Linked DNA regions of Sus scrofa: region 2 is linked to region 1. The links are chromatin contacts, called in public Hi-C maps. All regions are on one chromosome and are shown on one strand. The core of a region is the stretch at or near the end of the contact, and the rest is flanking DNA. Distances in the headings are between cores, read along the strand shown.

Region 1 (3,599 bases), core at 705-3,204:
GCTTTTTGTAATCTTTTACAGAAGAAGAAATTGTGTAATTGGTGATTTCAGCATTTTCCAGAACATTTACCACAATTCTTTGCACATAGTATATGCCCTAAATATTTACTTGGTGCACAAGACATGAGGAATAAATTCACATAAATATTTTTATTATTTTTCTTTTGATTGTTATGTTCTTAGCAATCACCCCCGTGCCACTCCTATTCCTTTTTTTTTAATTCCATCTTTTCTGAGAAGTCACTGCGGGGTTTCTGTTATTGGCAGACTCTAACCTCTAGGGGGAGCTCAAGGAGAGGAGGACTGAATAAGGGTCACGTCTAAGGCTACATTGGGTCATGGTAGTAGTAGACTGAGTTTTTGGTGAATTAGCAGGGAATTAGAAGGAATTAGCCTCCACTAGGCTGAATCGTTAATTCTTTTGAAATCTCGCCTTTTTAAAAATTTCACATGACAGAGAGCAGATCCAGGCTTGACTCTTACTTGGAAAAACTGCCCTAACCTGAAAAAACTGTAGGGTAGAATTCAAGGTTTAAAAATAATGGCCAAAAGACTGCATTTCACTCAAGGTAAGTGACTCTGAATGTCTATTTGTGTGAATGTATATGTGTGTGCATGTGTGTTTTCGAGAATTTGAACTTTGAAACGGGAACAAACTTACCACTCCCTCAAGTTTTTACAACTCCATTCATCTTCTATCTGGCCTTCATCACAGATTTTTGTTATATTTTTTGTCTCTATAGGCAATTGAGTTTGCAAATATTGTTTAAGTTTGGAAAAGTACGTTTTTACAATTTGCCCTCTCAGAGCCTTTATGGTTCAATATCTCAGAGTTCCTCTTGTGGCGTAGCAGAAATGAATCCCACCAGGAACCATGAGGTTGCAGGTTCCATCCCTGGCCTGGAGGAGTGGGTTAAAGATCTGGTGTTGCCATGAGCTATACTGTAGGTAGCAGATGAGGCTCAGATCTGGCATTGCTGTGGCTGTGGCTTAGGCTAGCAGCTGTAGCTCTGATTAGACCCCCTAGCCTGGGAGCCTCCATATGCTGCGGGTGCAGCCCTAAAAAGACAAAACACAAAAATAAATAAATAAATAAATAAATGTTCGATATCTCATACATTCCTACATTTCTCATCAGGAAAAACAACAACAACAAAAACAATTTCCTTTCTCGGAAGATGTGTTTTGCTCCATGTAGGGGAGTTTAGCAGGATAGATAGTGAGAGCTAAAATATTGCCTGCCATGACAGTAAACAAAGGATGTTGCAGCCACCAAGCCATCACATTGCAGCCAACTGGACAGCGAGCCCTGAGGAAACTCAGGATGGAGACAAATGGGCTGCTCACTGCGAAGCCCATCTAAGCAGTCAGCAGCTTCAGCTACCCCCTATGGTGCCCCCTGAGAAAACAGAGTATTGGCCCAGATAGCTGAGGTGAATATCAAAGGGGTGATTTCAGTGAGCTCAAACTCTTGCATCTTCCCATTCACAGAAAAGCACTAAATTCCTTAATGTAAAATGTATGGTTTTTTTTTTTTTCTTTTACTTTTTAGCCACATATGGAAGTTTCAGGCTAGGGGTGAAATTGAAGCTGCAGCTGCTGGCCTACACCACAGCCACAGTAACAAGGTATCTGTCTGCGTCTGCAAAACACACCACAGCTCACAACAATGAAGGATCCTTAAGCCACTGAGCTGGCCAGGGATCTAACCTGTATCCTCATGGATATTAGTCAGGTTCATTCCTGCTGAGACCCACAAGGGACACTCCTGAGTTCCTTTAATTGTTAATAATCCTTTGATGTTCTGACTGCTTGGTCTTTTGTTGAAAACTCCTATACATCCTAGCTCCCCATCATTGCCTCTCTGGAAAAGTTTTCAGTGTTGTTCGAGCTGTTGTGTCCTGGGCTTGAAGTCCTCAGAAAATCATCGGAGTAAAACATAACCCTCAAATTTTAGGTAGTGCTTTTTTTTTTTTTTTTTTCTTTCAGTCAATGGTACGTAATCCTTTGCACAAACCACAGAATTTGCCAGTCTGTCCTAGCTCTTTTGCTTTTGGGTTCAGTGTTTCCACTTGAACTGAGTTGAAATGATGGGAGCATCCCTCTTAAAGGGAACAAGGGTGGATCCTTCTTACGGATTGTGAATCATTGTTTCCTTATTGTCACTGAAAAATGTAATAGAGAAGACAAGATCTGAAGACAAAGTGTTCAGTATTACATGTTAGTCAAACCTTGTTTTTTTTTTACACTTGGAAAGAAAAGAAAGGATGCTGAAGTGAAAGCCTCCCTCTGTAGCTCTGTGATCACAGCCAAGGCAGGAGACTTCCCCAACCCAGAGGAGCATTCCAAAGCAGAAAGGATTAGGCAACCTCCACAAAGCAGGCACGCCGCCATTGGTCTGGGTTTCCCAGTGTAAAAAGCTCTTCTTCTGTTCTAAAAGGACAAACAGTTCAAGTCTCACCACGGGTAACTGGGAAAGTAGGGTAAAAAAGGATCTTCCAAACAGTAAACTGCCTATTTGTTTGATGATTATTTTGCAAGCCCAGTAAACAGATCTGTTTAAATCATCCATCCAGTCAAAAAAAAAAAAAAAAAAAAATCCGCCAATTACCTACCACATGGTGAGGGCTCTGCACCTGCACAGAGGTGTAAGACAAGATCCCCACCCCAGAGAGCTGATAGTCTAGCACTGCTGGCAAATATGAGTGAATTTCTCATTTCCACCATGACCCACAGTAATATTTTATGTTGAATCCATTTTCTTGAGAGCATTGTGAATCCATTGATCATAATCTCTACAATAAGAACAAGTAGCTAATATTAGTTCCCAGGTATGAGGCATTCTAGACATATTTTAAAATGTTGATTTTTTCAGCACCCCATGGCAAAGATTTTAAATGGATTTGATCAAAAGTCAAAAGGAGCCCTTTCACATGCTCTTGCTGAGAAACTTGGCATTGGGACTGTACCTAATTGAGAGACTTTGTTGGCTGAAGTGTGTTGGCTCCAAGCCCAATCACAGGACCCCTTGGAACAATGAGTAAGGCCATTAGTGTGCATGCCTAATCCCTAGTGACCTTGTGAAAGTCTCCCTCTTTCTTGGGATTTGCAGGTCCCATGGTTCCGTAGCATGGGAGAGTGACACGTTAATCCTGTTCTCTTTTCTCTCTCATCCTTACAGATTGCTACAGGCCATGGACTGTCCTATAAGTGGAGACTGAGTCATTTTTTTTTAACAACTTGACAGTGAAGCTTACATCAGAGTATGTTAAAATTATAAGTGCTATTAACTTTGAACAGCAATCTGACTATAAATTTTCTTTTGGCCTATGTAATAACTCTCCTCCTTTTTTAAAGACACCCTTATTAAGACATACCCCAAATGTAGCTAGTTTAAATACTACCCATTAAATTTTTTCTTTAATCTTTATTCCTTTTTCTTAGAATCTTACTACATATTGGATTTGTACTTTTTTTTTAGTATCTTTAGAGTGACTGACCAAATGCAGTAACTAGCTGTCTTAAATACACCTAGAGTATTACTTAATACCTCAGAAATTCCCTCTATAGTTTTGTATTTAAAAAAGCAGAACAGGGGA
Region 2 (3,599 bases), core at 710-3,209, 220 kb after region 1:
ACCAGTGTCCCAGCCTGAAATGTCATTTCTTTTTCTTTCTTTTTTTTTTGTCTTTTTGCTATTTCTTTGGGCCGCTCCCGCGGTATGTGGAGGTTCCCAGGCTAGGGGTCGAATCGGAGCTGTAGCCATTGGCCTACACCGGAGCCACAGCAACTCGGGATCTGAGCTGCGTCTGCAACCTACACCACAGCTCACGGCAACGCCGGATCGTTAACCCACTGAGCAAGGGCAGGGACCGAACCCGCAACCTCATGGTTCCTAGTCGGATTCGTTAACCACTGCGCCACAACGGGAACTCCTGAAATGTTATTTCTGATACATTCTTTCAGTCCTTAGAATTTCACAGCACTTTTGTTCTCTTTGTAAATCCCTGCTACCCTCATCCCCACTTCCCGTCTGCGCTGCATGACACCTTATTCTCACATCTCCTGTAGACCTTAACAAAGGTGTTTAGCAGGACGTTGTATCTTTGTTTCCCCCTTCGTCCAGACTGTGAGAGTCCCCCCGAGGGCAGACCTGGCTCTAATTTATATTTGTACTACCCATATACTGTACTACAATGCCTGGAACATGGTAGGTGGTTATGAAATCATGGCTAAGAACACAGACAAAAATATATATGTATATAGTTTTATATATATGTATATATATTCATATATAATTCTTTTCTTTTTTTGGCCTTTTTAGGGCTGCATCCACAGCATGTGGAAGTTCGTAGGCTAGGGGGCAAATCACAGCTGCAGTTGCCAGCCTATGCCATAGCCACAGCAACATGAGATCCAAGCCACGTCTGTGACCTACACCACAGCTCACATCAATGCTGGATCCTTAACCACTGAGCAAGGCCAGGGATCGAACCCACATCTTCACAGATACTAGTAGGATTCATTACTGCTGAGCCATGGGAACTCCTAGAATTCCATGTTTTGGCCATGCCCATGACATGCAGAAGTTCCAGGGCCAAAGGGATCAAACTCATGCCACAGATGTGACCAAGCCAAAAAGGGACAATGCCAGATCCTAAATTCCTAGGCTACCAGAGAACTCAATATAGTTTCTTCTTTTAATAGACTCTAGTATTATTTTACTCTGTAAAAATGAAGAGGTGATTTAAGCCAGTCTTCTAGTCATTAAAGTCTAATATAAATTTTCTAATAATCAGATAATTTATAATTGATGGTATAAATTCATTCTGAAATGGATAGTACTATTAATCCATCACTGAGTTTTAGTGTATTGAAAATTCGTGCCCAAATACCAATTAAGATTCTTTATTTGCTAAAATTACCATAAGTACCATCAAAACCAAGTTTAAATTATAGAGGAAAGTATTTCCAATAAAGATTTAATCCATAACACAAAAGAATCATGGCTTAGTTAATTCTTCAAACATTATGGCTTAAAGAGGATTAAGTGGTATGCCATGATCCAGGTGATGAAATCTCAGTAATCCTCTTAAAAAACTTCTTAGAAAAAGAATTTTCTAAAATGAGGTTGTTATATACATCAAGGAGCTTTGCAATTCTTTGAAAAGTTACATCATCTACTGGACGCCCACCCAAGATACCACGGAGGATAGTGTAATAACATACCAGGCTAATGAGAATATTCTACTAATGAGAACAGTCAGGAATATGAAAACTTAGGCTGATAAAAATAACCAGTGCCGTCATGACTTAACCACAAATTTTATGTGCTTTTTTTTTTCCTTTTAGACACTAATTAATCATTATTTAATAAACCACAGATGTGTCAAATAGCTGTTACCGCAAAATCCACTTTTTTTTCTTTGAATTGGCAAAGTCAGTTGAAAGTGCCCCAGTGTTAAAAGAAAACTCCAGGTGCTAAAATGATTTAAATTTATCTAAATTCCGTTTGAATTCAGGGCCCTCTTATCTTGTGCTTACATAAGGAATTTTCACGAGTTTATTTTAGTAGATAAAGTAGCATAACAGTTCGCTAAATATGCTATAATCTGAGCTATCCTAAAAGGAAAGTCAAAGAATCCGATATGAACCAGGCTGAATCAAAACCTACTATTTAGAAATGGGAAAAATACAAAATTGTTCATTTCTTCTGAAATCTTTTTCTCTAAATTTATAAAGTCAATTAGAGTTACATAGAAAATGGTTTTAGAAAAGTTGAGGATGGTTTAAGCGATATCCTTGTTAAAACTGTGAGTGTGAGAGGAGAAAAAAAAGAAAACAGAGTTTAGCCAGGACGTGAGTCAATCAGGATGTGACACAACATAGTAACGGAAAACATCGGGCAAAGACACGTCTTCTTCAACCGGGAAAAGCGATATGTGATTTTAAAAGCAGGGAAATATCAGGGGACAAAAGCTGCTAGTGCTCATATGTGTGAGTCCTCAAATGAGATAATCATAGTACACATCCATTTTCCTTTTCCTTGTCAGTGAGTGAGTCAGCCTATTCCTCAGAATCTATCAATGATTTTCTTGTTATGATGTTATTCCTATCACAGCAGTAATACTCATTTATTAAAGATGACCACAGGGGAGAATGGCCAGAGAACCTAGGAAAAGTGAAATATCCTAAAATGTAAAAACAAGGTGGCATATATTTTATTCCATACATTCGATGCCTTTAAATTTCATGCCAAAGAAGTTTACCAGGGAATTTTCTTTTTTTAATGACCAGAAAGTATCCACAGTAGGTAAATTGATAGATCAGGCTGTTATCTGAATGCATCATCTCCACTTGGTGATTCTTTGACTCTAAATAGCTTTTTACAATAATGAATATCCAACTGCCATTGCTAGATCATACTTTTGGGTCTGTCACGGATATGACTGTCCATTGTCAGTTTATTATGATAATGGCACTATTTACTGTAGCTGCAATATGTGAAATAATAAATTTTTAAATTTTTTAAAATACATGGGGTTCCAGCTGTGGTGCAAAGGGATTGGTGGCATCTCTGCAGGGCCAGGATGCAGGTTCGACCCCCAGCCACAAATAGTGGGTTAAAGGATCCTGCATTGCTATAGCTACAGCCTTCGTTGCAACTGAGACTAGTTTCTGATCCCTGGCCCGGGAACCCCACAGGCTGTGGATGACCATAAATAAATAAATAAATAAATAAATAAATAAATAAAATACACACATGTAGGAGTTCCCTGGTGGCTCAGCAAGTTAAGAATCCAGGATTGTCACTGATATGGCTCTAGTTACTGCTATTACACAGGTTCTGTCTCTGGCCCAGGAACTTCCACATATAGGTGTAGCCAAAATAAAATACAAACGCATATACGCACATTTAATGGACAGTAATAACAGTCTCATAAAAAAATTGTTGCTGTTAAATAATATCTTCTCCCAAAATGTCATGACAATTACATACAGCATTACCAGAATTAGAACCTTCAGAAAAATAAAGCAAATTATTTTCTTGACACAAATCCTCTTTCACTTAAATACCTTTCCTAAAGATGTGGCCAGAGAAGCTGTCTGATCTTCAGAACATATTATAATAGTCATTTTTAAGGTGTCTTTTTTTTCCTATGAATTTACCATGCCAATATTTACCATAAGGCAAATTAGAGGCCATGTTCAATTTACAATTCAAAGACTGTTTGT

What was found. A called contact is a pair of places that touch in the nucleus more often than the background predicts.
Region 2: a contact with region 1 is called in a Hi-C map of retroperitoneal adipose tissue, with 2.1 times the contacts expected there. The contact joins two enhancer-like sites. A contact is called at or near these places in 4 of 47 Hi-C or Micro-C datasets (embryonic fibroblasts, mesenteric adipose tissue and retroperitoneal adipose tissue).

Annotation. Positions count from the first base shown.
Region 1 is chr1:40,661,952-40,665,550 of Sscrofa11.1, forward strand. It overlaps LOC102158650 (a long non-coding RNA gene), which reads left to right. Exons shown (of 3, transcript XR_001305940.2): 1 at 1-569. Among named protein-coding and RNA genes, the nearest start is that of GJA1, 340 kb to the right of the region's middle. Within about 2 kb of position 1,955, at least 13 of the 83 cell types and tissues checked have an H3K27ac peak or open chromatin away from gene starts, as enhancers often do. A contact at or near this core is called in retroperitoneal adipose tissue, where this site is marked.
Region 2 is chr1:40,882,727-40,886,325 of Sscrofa11.1, forward strand. No RefSeq gene overlaps it. Among named protein-coding and RNA genes, the nearest start is that of GJA1, 120 kb to the right of the region's middle. Within about 2 kb of position 1,960, at least 7 of the 83 cell types and tissues checked have an H3K27ac peak or open chromatin away from gene starts, as enhancers often do. A contact at or near this core is called in retroperitoneal adipose tissue, where this site is marked.